Linked DNA regions of Mus musculus: all the other regions are linked to region 3. Evidence: chromatin contacts called from public promoter capture Hi-C data. All regions are on one chromosome and are shown on one strand. The core of a region is the stretch at or near the end of the contact, and the rest is flanking DNA. Distances in the headings are between cores, read along the strand shown.

Evidence for each region. Promoter capture Hi-C pulls out the DNA fragments that hold promoters and counts their contacts. Capture Hi-C pulls out chosen DNA fragments and counts their contacts.
Region 1: a contact with region 3 is called in a promoter capture Hi-C map of adipose tissue. The contact joins the promoter of Ak4 here to the promoter of Raver2 in region 3. A contact is called at or near these places in 1 of 39 promoter capture datasets (the C10 cell line), 1 of 484 Hi-C or Micro-C datasets (embryonic stem cells) and 2 of 9 other capture datasets (adipose tissue and liver).
Region 2: a contact with region 3 is called in a promoter capture Hi-C map of hippocampal neurons, with 4 times the contacts expected there. The contact joins the enhancer-like site here to the promoter of Raver2 in region 3. A contact is called at or near these places in 4 of 39 promoter capture datasets (cranial neural crest, embryonic stem cells, frontonasal cranial neural crest and 1 more) and 6 of 115 datasets of contacts at active chromatin or transcription factors (embryonic limb bud, embryonic midbrain, embryonic stem cells and 2 more).

The regions. Positions count from the first base shown.
Region 1 is chr4:101,417,858-101,422,609 of GRCm38.p6, forward strand. It overlaps Ak4 (adenylate kinase 4), which reads left to right and starts at 1,846. Exons shown (of 5, transcript NM_009647.5): 1 at 1,846-2,108. The coding sequence starts at 1,964.
Region 2 is chr4:100,586,467-100,590,653 of GRCm38.p6, forward strand. No RefSeq gene overlaps it. Among named protein-coding and RNA genes, the nearest start is that of Ube2uos, 61 kb to the left of the region's middle. Within about 2 kb of position 2,280, at least 61 of the 459 cell types and tissues checked have an H3K27ac peak or open chromatin away from gene starts, as enhancers often do. A contact at or near this core is called in embryonic limb bud, hippocampal neurons and neural tube, where this site is marked.
Region 3 is chr4:101,067,493-101,072,026 of GRCm38.p6, forward strand. It overlaps Raver2 (ribonucleoprotein, PTB-binding 2), which reads left to right and starts at 1,546. Exons shown (of 12, transcript NM_183024.1): 1 at 1,546-1,837. The coding sequence starts at 1,622. It overlaps Gm35956 (a long non-coding RNA gene), which reads left to right and starts at 1,845. Exons shown (of 2, transcript XR_867959.2): 1 at 1,845-4,534.

The sequences.
Region 1 (4,752 bases), core at 596-3,095, 350 kb after region 3:
GAAGGAGTTACAGAGACAAAGTTTGGAGCTGAGACGAAAGGATGGACCATCTAGAGACTGCCATCCTCGGGGATCCATCCCATAATCAGCCTCCAAACGCTGACACCATTGCATACACTAGCAAGATTTTGCTGAAAGGACCCTGATAGAGCTGTCTCTTGTGAGACTATGTCGGGGCCTAGCAAACACAGAAGTGGATGCTCACAGTCAGCTATTGGATGGATCACAGGGCTCCCAATGGAGGAGCTAGAGAAAGCACCCAAGGAACTAAAGGGATCTGCAACCCTATAGGTGGAACAACAATATGAACGAACCAGTACCCCTGAGCTCTTGACTCTAGCTGCATATGCATCAAAAGATGGCCTAGTCGGCCATCACTGGAAAGAGAGGCCCATTGGACATGCAAACTTTATATGCCCCAGTACAGGGGAACGCCAGGGCCAAGAAGTGGGAGTGGATGGCGACGGAGTGGGGGAGGATATGGGGGAACTTTTGGGATAGCACTGGAAATGTAAATGAAAAAAAAATACCTAGTTAAAAAAAAAAAGGCAGTGGCAAAAGCATGGTGAGTTCAAGACCATCCTGGGCTGTGAAGAGAAGCCCTGTCTCAAACAAATCAAAGCAAAGGCTGAGGCATGTGGGAGTATTGGTTGGTATGTGAGGGGCAAGGAAAAGAAAGCCGCCGTTTGAGGTGGTGAGCAGAGTCGAGAGTATTATATCCTTGGCAAAGAAGCCCTGGGATCCTCTGTCCTTCTCTCTCTTCCTCGGAGTACAGCCAAAGTCATCCTTCTCTTCCTCCTCTTCAGGGCGCTGGCATTGGATGGAGCCAGTCAAGGTTTTAAAACTTTGGCTGCAACTATGGGGCCAGGATTCGATCATTTGTTGTTGTTGTATATCAAGCAAAAAGAAGAGCGTTGGGTATACAATAGATCTTTTTTTACTTTTTTTTTTTTTTTTTTTTTTTGAGATTAGGTCTCAATAAGTAAGTAATAAGTTCAGGCCCGCCCACAACTTTCTACTCTTGCCAGGGCCTGCAGTGAACACTGGTGTAAACCACCCTGGTTTAAGGGACAGTCTCAGGCGTTTTGATTCCCTCACAGGGATTAAAACAAAGAGATCTCCACTTTACACTGCTAAGTATATGAACGAATGGTGCGTACATATTCCAAGCCTTCCTCCATCGGTACCTGTAAAGGTTGCATAATAAAATCACACAGCCTAGAATTGGACACAGGGTAGGCGCTCAACAAGTTGTGTTTTTCCTTCCCCTTGACAATAGACCGGGTCCCCAGGCGGTTCCTTTCTCTCTGGGCGTCTTCATCTCCGTTCGCCCCCGCAGCCTCAGCCTGGCTCCGGACACGCCGGGAGGGGAGAGGAGGGGGCGCGGCGGCGGTAGCGTGGAGCCGGCTCCCGGCTTACGTAAGAAGCAGCGAGTCCCGCGCGGCCAGCCCGGCAGAGGCGGCGCCGCCCAGCGGGATCCGGGCTAAGTCTGGCCGCGCTCCTTTCCACCGAGGTGTGTGTCTCCCCGGCTGCTCGGGACGGAGGTGGGCCCCTCCAGTTGCAGGCAGCGGCCACTGTGGGGGGAAGCGACAGTCACCGAGAAGCGCCCGGAGAGCTGCTCCCACTCTGCCCACGTGCGGGGACCGGCAGGGGCTTCCCGGAGTTGCGCGCCTGGACTGGGCAGCAGGGAAGGACTCGGGTGGGTCTGACTGACCTCTGACCCCAGAGGGCCGAGCTTGCAGGCCGGGGGATGGGAGTGGGGGTGGGGTGGGGGCTGCGACGGTTCACCGGAGCGGCCGGGGCCCGAGGAGGTGGCGGAGGGCGGGGCCGAGGGGCGGGGCAGTCTTTAAAGCCTCTCCTTTCCCCTGTAGGGGTGGCAGGCGAGTCCCCGCGTGCGGAGGGTGTCGAGGCAGGGGCTGCTGGGCAAAGTGCGCGGGCTGCCGTCCTGGCCACCGCCAAAGCCATGGCTTCCAAACTCCTGCGCGCGGTCATCCTCGGGCCGCCCGGCTCTGGCAAGGGCACCGTTTGCGAAAGGATCGCCCAGAACTTTGGCCTCCAGCATCTCTCCAGCGGCCACTTGTTGCGGGAGAACCTCAAGACCGGCACGGGTGAGGAGCTAAGGCGGGGGGAGTGAGGGTAGAGACGAGTCTGGCGGGTTGGTCGGGCCGGGAGCAGGGCGGTCGCGGGCTCGGGTCCCCTCGGCGCCGGCGCCCTGCCCCCGCCCGCGTGTGCCCGTGCGGGCTTGTACGTGCCGCGGCGCATGCAGCCGGCCGCCAGCCTGCCCGCCCGCCCGCGCTGCTTAACCGCGCCCGGGGGAGGCCGAGGCTGCTCGGCAGCGCCTCGGACTGCACTGGCCGCACGCGCGTGGGAAGGGACCCTGCACGGCAGGCCGAGGGAAACGCGAGCCTCTCGGCGGGGACCCTAACTGGCCTCTCGTGCCGCCTGCCGAAAGCCGAGCCCCTGGGTTCCCAGTTGTGGTCCTTCTCAACCGCGGGTCGCCTTCCCCCGCGAGGAGACGAGCACCGCGCCGCCCACCTGTGGGAGTCGCGGCCGCTGGCGCTCTGGGACTCTGCGGCTCGCTCCCCCACGGCCTCTCGCGCGCGCTCCAGCCTGGAGCTAAGTGCTGCGTGGCGGTGAAAGGCCTGTGGTCGGTGCAGGCGGCCGCGACGAACTGTCCCTGCTAACCCCCCCCCCCCCTCCTCAAGCCCAGCTTGGCCGCCTGCAGACCCGGAGACTTGTTCTGAAAGATTGCATTTTGAGTGCAGCTTTGCTGCAAGTGGCCTTTTGAGGTTGTCCCTTGGCGGATGCGGTGAAGTTGGGGGTCTAGATCGCCCCATCACTTAGTCTTGCAAGTGTCTCCCTTCTCCCCTCTTCCTCGGTTCCAAAGAAGGTGAGTTATCCGCGTGCTACTGTGGGGCGCAGACCATCCTGGGATGCTGATGAGTGTTAATTAGCAAACCCCTTATGAAATGTGTTGCCCATAAGATCCTTCCCTATTTCTGTTCTCATTTGTGTGCACGGTGGTTATGGCTTGTTATGGGTTAATTGTTAATAAATCTGCATTTCAGAAGCACCTAGGATCATGAACAGGTGGGTGGAGGACAATGTTGGAAAGCGATTAAAAGCAACCTCTTGAAGCATCTGAAAAGCTACTTATTATACCCTGAAGCAGGTTGCAAAGACCAGCCTTTATTTGGACAATCAGGGGTACTTTCCCTCATATGTGTGTCAGAGATAGAAGCGTTTGTGCGTACCGGGTCTTCTAATAATCTAGGCAGGTACCGCACCATGGAGCGACATTCAAAACCGGTTTTAAATTAGAATTTAAAATCTTATTTATTTGTTATTTGAGTGTGGTACTAGCTTTGTGCACGGGGAGCTCCCCGTGTCAAGTGCCTTTATTCATACTTTGATCCACCTCACCTGCCCATAGATTTGAGATAGTTACTGTATCAGTACACTCCACTCCCCAGTGAGATCCATTTTCTCTGTCGACCTTCATGCCTGTATGAACGCTCGGGAAGCACTGTACTCTTGAGCTCCATACAGGCGGTCCCCTCCTCTCTCATGGTCTTTCAGCATTTGGAATACAGTTTGGGAGGGGGGGCAATACAGTTGGAGGGGTTGTGCATGGGGTTGGGGCTCTCCCAGTAAGGCTATAGAGAAAGATAGCTGAGTCAAGGTAGTTTAATACCCAGCACATTTCCTAACATCCTCTGCAGTTCCTTCTGGAATGGAAAGTTTTACACTGAACCTCTGGCTTGACTATAGGCATTTTTCTTTAATAATAATAGTAATTATTCATCATCATCACCATCAAAGGGAGTCAGGCTAGCTGCCTTTATTGGGTAGGCTGTCTGGCTTCACTCAAAGGCCATGCACTTGATTTTGAAGTCACCATTTACTTCCATATAGTTGGCGGCCATCATGCTGAGGCAGTTGGGGAGTCTGGTAGCCTAATGGTCAGGCGAGCCTGTTGAGGGGATTCGGATCTCCGCGATGCTTCTCTCAGGTTGGAGAAGGAAGCTGTCTCCCAGGCTCTCCTGCGCTTGCTGTCAAACAGGAGGGCAATGACTTCTGTTATCATTGTACAACTAGACCTGGATCCTGGAACTAGCTTTGTAGGTCAGGCTGGTCTCAAACTCTGAGATCCCTCTGCCTCTGCCTCCTGAATGCTGAGTTTAAAGGCCTGTGCTTCCCTCTACACATGGCTCTAAGATAAGAGATAGCTTATTTTTCTACTTAGGAGTTTGGAAAGCTTTTTATTTGGCTGTCTTTTGTTCTCCCCCCCCCCTATTTTTTTAAAGGCTAATTTATTATTTTACAGGTATGGATATTGCATCTCTATGCGAACCACGTTCATGCCTGGTACCCATAGTGATCAAAAGAGGGCATCAGATCCCATGAAACTGGAGTTACAAATGATTGACATGTGGGTCCTGGGCGCCTGATCAAGGTCCTTTTGAGCACCTAGTGCTCTTAACCACTGAGCCACCCCTCCAGCAACCATCATTATTTTAATTTTCTTTTTATCCCCCCCCCCCCCGCCCTCCCCCCCGCACCCTTTTTGGTTTCTCAAAACTATTTCTCTGTAGCCCTGGCTGGCCTGAAACTCACTTTGTAGACCAGACTGGCCTCAGTCAAACTCCTGCCTCTGCCTCCCAAGTGTTGCGATTAAAGCCTTACACCACCATCACCTGAAATGTTTCTATTCTTTTAAATGCCTTTATTCCTCAACCCTTTTCTCTCATA
Region 2 (4,187 bases), core at 1,030-3,529, 480 kb before region 3:
TTCCAAGCATCTATACGTTTTCTGAGGTTTACTAACTTTATTGGGTTTTGGTTTTGTTCTTGTTTGTTTGTTTATTTGTTGTTTTTTTATGCTTTGGGCTTTTGTAATTTCTCAATTCCTTTTTGTTCTTGGTCAAATTATTAGCAAGGGTTGAAGTATATGAGGAAATATATGTACTTTCTGCCAAGCCTAAGGGCCTGAGTTCCATCCCTTAAAGACTATGTAATAGGGGAAAGACGAGTCCTGATAATTGTTCTCTGACCTCCACAAGTTCTCTGTAGCATGCAGGTATGTATGTGCACACATGTGCTTGCGTGTGTGCCTGCACACACACACACACACACATACACCAATGTAATTTAAAATTTCTGCCACACTATTCTTCATTTACCTCTGCGGCTTCCTCTGAGTTCAGCTCACTCTTGTTTTCAGTTTGTTTCAAGCAATGCTTGTTTGGGAGGGGTCCTCGAGTTAGGTTCTCACTGTTTGATCTACTTGCATAGACTTAACTTCACCCTCTTGCAACTGGGAGTACAGGTGCATCCCACCGTGCTAGGCTTAACTTACTCCCCCAGCCCCAATTCCTTACACTGGAAGCTGATACCTAAACTGAAGACTTTTCCCCAAACCCAAGAATTTAATCCAACAGACTTATTATCTTTAATCCAAAAATCCTGCCTACTCTCCTCCGCTCCCTGCAAAGTGAGAGCCAACATGCAAACAATTTCCGGTTTTAGGGTATTTCAGATTTCAGAATGTCTTGGATTTGGGGGTTCCTGGTTAGGCCATACTGAAGTTGTAATGGCTAAGCAAGCATTCTGAGACACTTCTGGACTCCACATTTTTGGAAAGGAGACCAACCCTGAGTAAAGTCCCCCTCAGTTCCTCTTGCTTCCCTGGCAATCCAAGGAACTGTTATGTTTCAAATTTTCACTAAAACTAAAAGAGGCCTAATTTTGTTTGTATTCTTTGATCCATGTATTATTTAGAAGTTGTTTTTAGTAAATATTTGGAGATTGCCCAGAGATCTTTCTGCTTTTGATTTCTAAAATAATTCCATGTGGAACGAGAATGTTTCCTAAAATATCATAAGAGTTCTTTCATTACCAAGCTATGGCTATATTTTCTATTTTTAGCTGCCAATGGAAAAATATGTCAAAAATACATGCAAGCTGAAATAGAAACATTTAGAAACAAAACAGTTCTAGTTTGAGAGAATTTCTTACTCTTTACCCCACAGGCAACAGCAGGGGTTGCTGGTGGGGGATTCCAAATTTGGAGTCTGACATCAAGAGCCAGTCACATGCTTGCAAACTGTGGCCAGGGGATAGGAGTTAACCCACTTTCACACTGGTTTCTCTAGTCCAGCAGGATAGGCAATAATGAATGACACCTCAGTTGTTAAGGCTGCTGAGAAGACCAAAAAAAAAAAAATGCACAAATGCATTATAAAATACTAAAAGCAGCGGCGCAGACCTGCAGTGAGCCTTGTGCATTTCATAAAAGAAGTTGTACTTCTGATAATTCATCTGATAGACTATGATAGAAAAATCAGTTTCCAGAGACCTGAATTCAAACCCATCAGCTACACGGATGGCTTTGAAGAGCATCCATACATAGCACTTTGAGATGCATTTTGGTGGGAGATTTTTCTTAAATCTGCCCCTGGGGTGTGACAAGCCATTTAGTTAGGACACCTATCGCTGGAAGGGATCTCTTCGCCTTCACCACATGAGGCGAATCTGAAGCTCAAGTCTACACGAGTGTGAGTTCCAGTTTTGTGACTCACAGACTTCCGAGAAGAGAGTAGGAGAGAAGATGGGAAACTTAACTTCTAAACATCCCCCCAAAAACAGTGGTATCGGTATCACTACAGCCTAAGACAGCTTTAGAAAATCTGCCTTATTGTTCCTACTCCTCTCTCCCTGAAGGTGGCGCCCGTTAGCCGCTGTGCCCGTGCTCAGGCTCTGAGGTTCCCAGAAGCCAAGCACTTTGAAAGGCTGGCAGAAACCAAGAGCATTTATGAGTGGGACCGCTGTGCTTCCCTAGGGAAGACGTTTCCACACCGCGGGAAAGGCTTTCTAAGAGGAAATTACTCTAGCTTAACGATAGTGCTGCTCGGTAAAGTCAGAGCCAACCTGGAGAAGTCAGTCAATCCTGCCTGTCAGATGCCAGAGCCCCTGTGATCCTGCTCAATGACTTCCAGTGCCTAATGCCCGCCCTGGGAGGAGGGGGCGGGAGTGCCCTAGGTACCAACAAGAAAGCTCCCGAGCCTGATCTCCACCCAGAGCGCCTTTGCCTCCTTCTCATTACAGGTTGGGAGACTCTGAGAACACTGACAGTTCTTTTCCCTTCCTTGTCCCTTCCCCTCCCCACCCCCCTTCTCCTCTCCCTCCCTATTACCTTTCCTTTTATTCCCTTCCCTTCTTTCCCATCCCCTCCCTGTCTCTCTTCTCCCTCCCCAGGGGAAAGAAGGAGGAGGGAGAGACGCTCAAATCTTGTACTAAACAGTTCCATAGCTTAACCACCCTTCCAAACCTGTGTTCTTTCCGACTAATCTGATATCCAGATGCCAAAGCAAAGCCCACGTGGTTTGAGGTTTTTATCAGGCACGCAAAGAAAAGCTAGCTCTTGTTTGCTGCACACTGCTCTGCAGAAGAGCTGCAGGCCCCTTTTTGCTTTTATTTGTGGCCTCAAAGTCCAGACCCTCTCCCCTGTTCTTCGTCTTATTTTTGAGTTCTAGAGACCACACTGGAATCCAAACGGAAAGCGATCCCCCTAAAAGCCAAGGATAATTAAATTTACTAATTGAATTTTGTTTCAACAAATACAATTACAACATGCAATATCATCTCCTGGGGCTTTTTACATGTCTCAGGGAGGAGCCCTTGGTAACAGTGCTCCCCTGATAGAGAAAAGGGCTTTCTGCAGAGGAGAAACGGTGTGTCCCAGGCAGGTGTGCTCACAAGCCACTAGCCATTTCTAAGGGAACCTACACACTTAATATTGTCCTGGCTAACTCTACATGTGACAGACAGTTACGTTACAGCAATCTAAAATAAACCCAATGTCAATAGGGAAGGTTATTAAAAGGATATATTTACTTTAATGTTCACCAAGGTTTTAATATCTATGGATCCCCATATTATATGACTGATAGGAACACACACACACACACACACACACACACGCATAGGCACAGAGAGAGAGAGAGAGAGAGAGAGAGAGAGAGAGAGAGAGAGAGAGAGAGAGAGGTAGCAGTCCAAAAGAGGCTTAAAGAGACAGAGATTCATTTTCCTCTCAAAATCAGAAGCTCCAGGTCGCTCCTGCTCCTCTCTTGCTCCCTTGCTTTTCCCTCCCCCTTCCTCCTCCCCATTCTCTTTCCCCCTCTCTCTCCACGTGCTCATGGCCAACCTCTATTCTCTGTGTCTCTCAACTACCCTCTTAACTCCCCTCCCCATGCACTGAATAAACTCTATTCTATACTACAGAAGAAGAAGAGGAAGAGGAAGAGGAAGAGGAAGAGGAAGAGGAAGAGGAAGAGGAAGAGGAAGAAGAAGAAGAAGAAGAAGAAGAAGAAGAAGAAGAAGAAGAAGAAGAAGAAGAAGAAGAAGAAAGAGGAGGAGGAGGAAGAGGATAAGGAAGAGGAAGAAGCAGCTGCTCTGGGTCAGGTGGGGCTGGCCCCACAAAGCTGGTGGTGGGTTGACACTACCAAGGGCCAAGCTTGCTTCTTTTCCACACTTCTGTATGTGGAGTGCTGCCTTTTGTTCCAGTGCCTTTCTCAACAGGGCTGCAAGAGCTCCAGACTTTACCTCTGTTCAAGACTGAGGGGCTAAGAAAGCAGAAAGGATGATGATATTGGTTCCTATTTCCATTTAAAGCAACAGGCTACCGTAAGATGTATTCAACGCTAGAGAGCAAACTTTCCAGGAAATGTCGGCTTCTCTGTTCATCCATTCAGATATTTACTTATTGTGATTCAGGGGGTAGTTTACACCCTCTGCGCTAAAGCAAGGCTATGCATTCAAGGCTAGCCTGAGCAAATTAGTGAGGCCCTATCTCAAAATAGTAAGGAAAAGAGAAGGCTGGGGATGTCATGTGCTTACCTAGCATAACGCAATACCCAGTACCACCTAAAATAAATACATGTTTAATACATGTTCTCTCTCTCTCTCTCTCTCTCTCTC
Region 3 (4,534 bases), core at 296-2,795:
CTCTCTATAGTTCCAGAACATGTCTATTGCTTCACGGGGACATGTGAGCCAGTGGAGCCATTGCGTTCCATGGCCTGCTCTGCTCAACCCTTGCCTAGCTCTTGGTTTTGCTCTGTGGATTTACCTGATGAGAAGAATCACACAGTGAGTGACTGTCGTCTCTATCTTCTTTCACCTAATGATCTGGAGGTTCACCTACCTTTTGGCAGCCTTCGCCTTCCTTTTATAGCTGAACAATATTCCACTGTGGGTACAGACTGTAATAGGCCTATTGGATCTTCTCTCTGTGTCTAGGGAATAGGGTTGTAAATACTGGGGCACCGCCCTCACTCATGTTAATGATGTAAGTATTCTAGAACAGTCTGAGGACTATTAACCGTAATTTTGGGGTAGAGTGATTACAGATGACTTATTTTTATAATATTTAGAACATTGAGCCTAATCACACCAGCTTCCATTTCTTCATGTGTAATGGGAAGAAAATAAGCTTTGCCTAATTGGATTTTTTTTAAAGGGAAGCACTGTAACATACTTAGAAATATGTGGGTGGCACCTGCTCAGTACTGAATTTATGATTTTATTCATTTGATGTGTGTGTGTGTTTCTCTGGAAGCCAGAAAAGTGCATTGGATCCGCTGGAGGCAGAGTTACAGGTAGTTGTGAGCCATCTGACTTGGGTACTCGAATTAGTACTGTGGTCCTCTGCAAGAGCAGCAAGTGCCCTAAAGCGATACGCCATCTCTCCAGCCCTTTCATGATATTTAAAGCATTTTCCTTTAACAGATCACTTGCTGGGTTAAACAGGCTTTTTTTTTTTTTTTTTTTTTTTTGTGCATTTTCATGGGGCACACTTAAGTAAGGTGTGTGTTCCTATTTGCTAATAGTCATTACAGCTGGTGAGAGTTGAAGGGTATTTATTATATTTTGTAGATCTCACTTTAACTAGGTATATCTTTCCACAGTATGTCTCCTTCCAAGTTTCAATTCAAATAATCAAGGAACTTATTCCCCTGCCTTCTGCCGAAGCTGTCCTAGTCTTTGTTTCAGCTTTGATTTGTGTTGCAAATACAACTAGCCAGGTTGTCATCTTAGGCCGCAAAGGGACCGATGAAAGATAATGATTTCTTATACACAACCAGGAAAATTTGTTATGCTCAGGTCTTACTAAATAATACCAAACCTTCCCCCAGAATATTTTTAGATAAATCTCATATGTTATTTTTCATCGAAAACTTAACTTTGCCAAATGCGCACTTCTTGATGTGTCAGAATTGAGGCCAGGAGTTCTCTGGCCTGCGCAGTGGCGCCTGAGGCCCTCGGATTTGAGAGGCGAGGCCGAGCGCGGCGAGCTAGGGGTAGTGTTGGTAGGGGTTCGAGTCCCACCATGTTACCGCGTCCTAGATTCCGCAGGTGTCCTGCAGGGGGAGGGGGCGGAGCGTCGGGGGCGTGGCTGGATAGGGCGTGTCTCCGGGCTCCGCCCCTCCCGCGTCGGCGGCTGCGGCGCCTCCCCCGCCCGCGCGCCCTTGCTCCGCGTCCGGCCCGCCTCGCCCCCGCGCGGCCTCTCCGCTTTCTCTCCCGCTTCGCTCCGGCCTCTCCGAGTCTGCAGCGGGGCGCCGGGAAGATGGCGGCGCGGGGAGGCGGCGCGGGGGGCGCGGGCTCGGGATCCGGACCCTCTGCTGGGACGGCGGGGGAGGCCGCGGAGCCCGCGCTGCGCCCGGGGGAGGTGGCTGCGCTGCACCCCCAGGAGGTGGCTGCACGGCTGCAGCGGATGCGACGGGAGCTGAGCAACCGGCGGAAAATCCTAGTGAAAAACCTGCCCCAGGACAGCAGCTCCCAGGTATGGGCACCGGGCCGGGGTGACCGGGGCGGGTTTGGGGACACCGCAAAACCGGAGGAGACCGTAATGGTCCCGGCGCCTAGGAGAGAAGGAGGTATGCGCACCGAGCCCAGAGCCCTTTGCCTCGACGAAGCCTTTCTGCAGCCAGCGAGAGCAGCGTGTTGGGAAACTGAGGCTGGGCAAGGCGGAGCGGCTCGTGCAAGGTCAGGGGGTTCTGGGGCGGATGCTGCCACGTCTGGTCTGTACTTTGTGTTCCCTCCAGCCCAAGGCGGTGTTGAAGGTGAAGGCGCGTGGTGGGGAGCTGAGGAGCTCAGATTTAGGGGGCTGGCTTCCGGAGCCCCTCGAGAAGGGAAGGGGTCCCGCGTAGGGTGTTGGGGACTTGGATTGCCACGGGGGCGGGGTCACGGGAAAGCTGGGCGAGTTCTTCTGCAGAAGCACTTGACCAAGTTTGTATGAAACAACTTTGCTCCGCTTGTTAAGGCCGCAGAGAGCAGAGGCTGATACTGCGCCGGCAGTCTTGCAGCCTTCTGCCAAACCAAGTATGGCAGGATTTGTTTCTGTGCTTGCGCGGAGTTTAAAGCTAAGCAGCTCGCAGTCTTTAATCCAGATTAACTGTTGCTTCTTGGATTAGAAAGCCCGAGTCGACTTAACTTCTTTTTTTTTTTTTCCCTGATTGCGAAAGTTAAAATCTTATTGTAGGAGCGCTAGAGAATTTGAAGGATTTTCTCGGGATTCATATTCATTCATTCTCATTCATAGCCCTCCCCATTTTTTTCTCTCTGTTTTTCCCTCTTTTCCTCTCCTTTCTTTCTTTGAGACAGCGTGCCAAGTATCCCCAGGCAGGCCTTGAATTTCTGATCCTCCTTTCTCCACCTACCATGTGCTAGGATTTCAGGTGTGTACCACAGGCTCGGCGCAACAGTCCTGCATGCATGAGAGAGTGTGTGTTTATTACTCCCAAGACTTCATGAATGCATGCAACACTCTACCAACTGAACTATAACCATGTTGTCTTTCTTCCTTTTCTTGTGCACAAGTATGCACATGCATTTGTTTTTGTTTTTTATCAAAAACATGAAACAATGTAGCATTCTTTAGGTTTCCTACAGTTTTCCTGAAGATGCTTGTACGTTGCATGTATAGGTATTTGGTGTAAACTAGATCTGCCTTGATAGGTCGGACCACGGAAGGAATTTCATAAACCCACCCTATTCTGTTATGAAATTCCTCATACAGAGTTCATACAGAGTTGCAAGAGGACTGGTTAGTGACAGTTGCATGTTCTCTGTGACTTATAGAATATGATAATGCCTACCTCATTACCATTGGTAGACTTTCTGTAGATATAATAAACATAAGCCTACAACCTCATAAGGTATTTAGGTGGTGGCATCTCACCATTCAACTTAAGAGGTGCCACAGAGCCTACTTCCCTCTGTCAGGTGGTGGTTTTGGGTTGCCACCTGAAGGTCCTCTACACTGGAAAAACAGCCTTCCTGCTCCTGAATGGGGAAGGTCTCCGTGGAGCTCAGGGAGAGGGGGGCTTGGGAGAAGCAGATGGCATCTACAGAACAAATTAAAGAACTATGGACTCTGTGATAGACAAGCTAGCAGAAGATGGAGAAGTGTCTGGATTTCCTCTGCAGAATGTCAGCTATTTCTGTTGTAACATTCCCCTTCCTGAAGTCTAAAAACACTTAATGCAAATTCAAGGCTGTTCTGTGTGTTCTTGCTTCACTGTTAGCTTTTGCATTTCTGTTCCCAAAAGAGGTGGAAAAGAAACCCAAGGGTCTGAGGAACTATTTCAATCCTACCTCATCTAAATGCTGACAGAAGGTTTTTAGACACTCACATCTGCGATTGTTTGGGGGTAGGGACATTTTTCCCCCTCGGTTTTAAACTTACAGCTACTCTAAATCTCAGGATTTTTTCTGTAAAAAGTAGCTAGTTTATTTGCATAAATGAGCGAATAAAATTGATTTAAACTAAGATGTCTCAGTAAAGTCATTTAAATTTTGCATCAAGCTCAATTCTCATGTGCCCCCCCCCCCAACACATACACACTTAAAAGAACTGGAGAGATTCACTCAAAAGTCAAAACAGAGCTGCCAGTCAGTGGCGAAGCAAATATCTCCTGACTGATTCTGCCATGGATCTTTTCTCGAGTAATGGGGAGAATAAACTGTTTTGATGGTTCTGATACACAGTTTTGAAATCTAAACACATCAGCCTTTGCTCTCACGTGTTGGAGCATGTTCTTTGCCCCTTACCCCAAGCCCCTCGTCCTCAATACGTGTATTAGCTTTGCCAGTTTTCTGTTCGTGTTTGTAACTAAAAATGGCAGTGTGACCTAGGTAAGTAAATTAGGTGTAAGTATGTTAACTTCCAAAAGATAACAAAAAGGAAGTCCAATAGATTATTTTTGTGTGATAATGAGTGGTTTGTTTGTTTTTGGTTTTTTTTTTTTTGGTTTTGGTTTTGGTTTTAGTTTTCAAGACAGGGTTTCTCTGTGTAGCCCTGGCTGTCCTGGAACTCACTATGTAGGTAGGCTGGCATTGAACTCAGAAATCCTCCTGCCTCTGTCTCCTGAGTACTGGGATTAAAAGCTTGCACCAACACATTCAGCTTTAATTTTCAACTTTGTAATTTTTTTTATATTTAATTATCTTGTATTTTATGTGTATGGGAGTTTCTGTT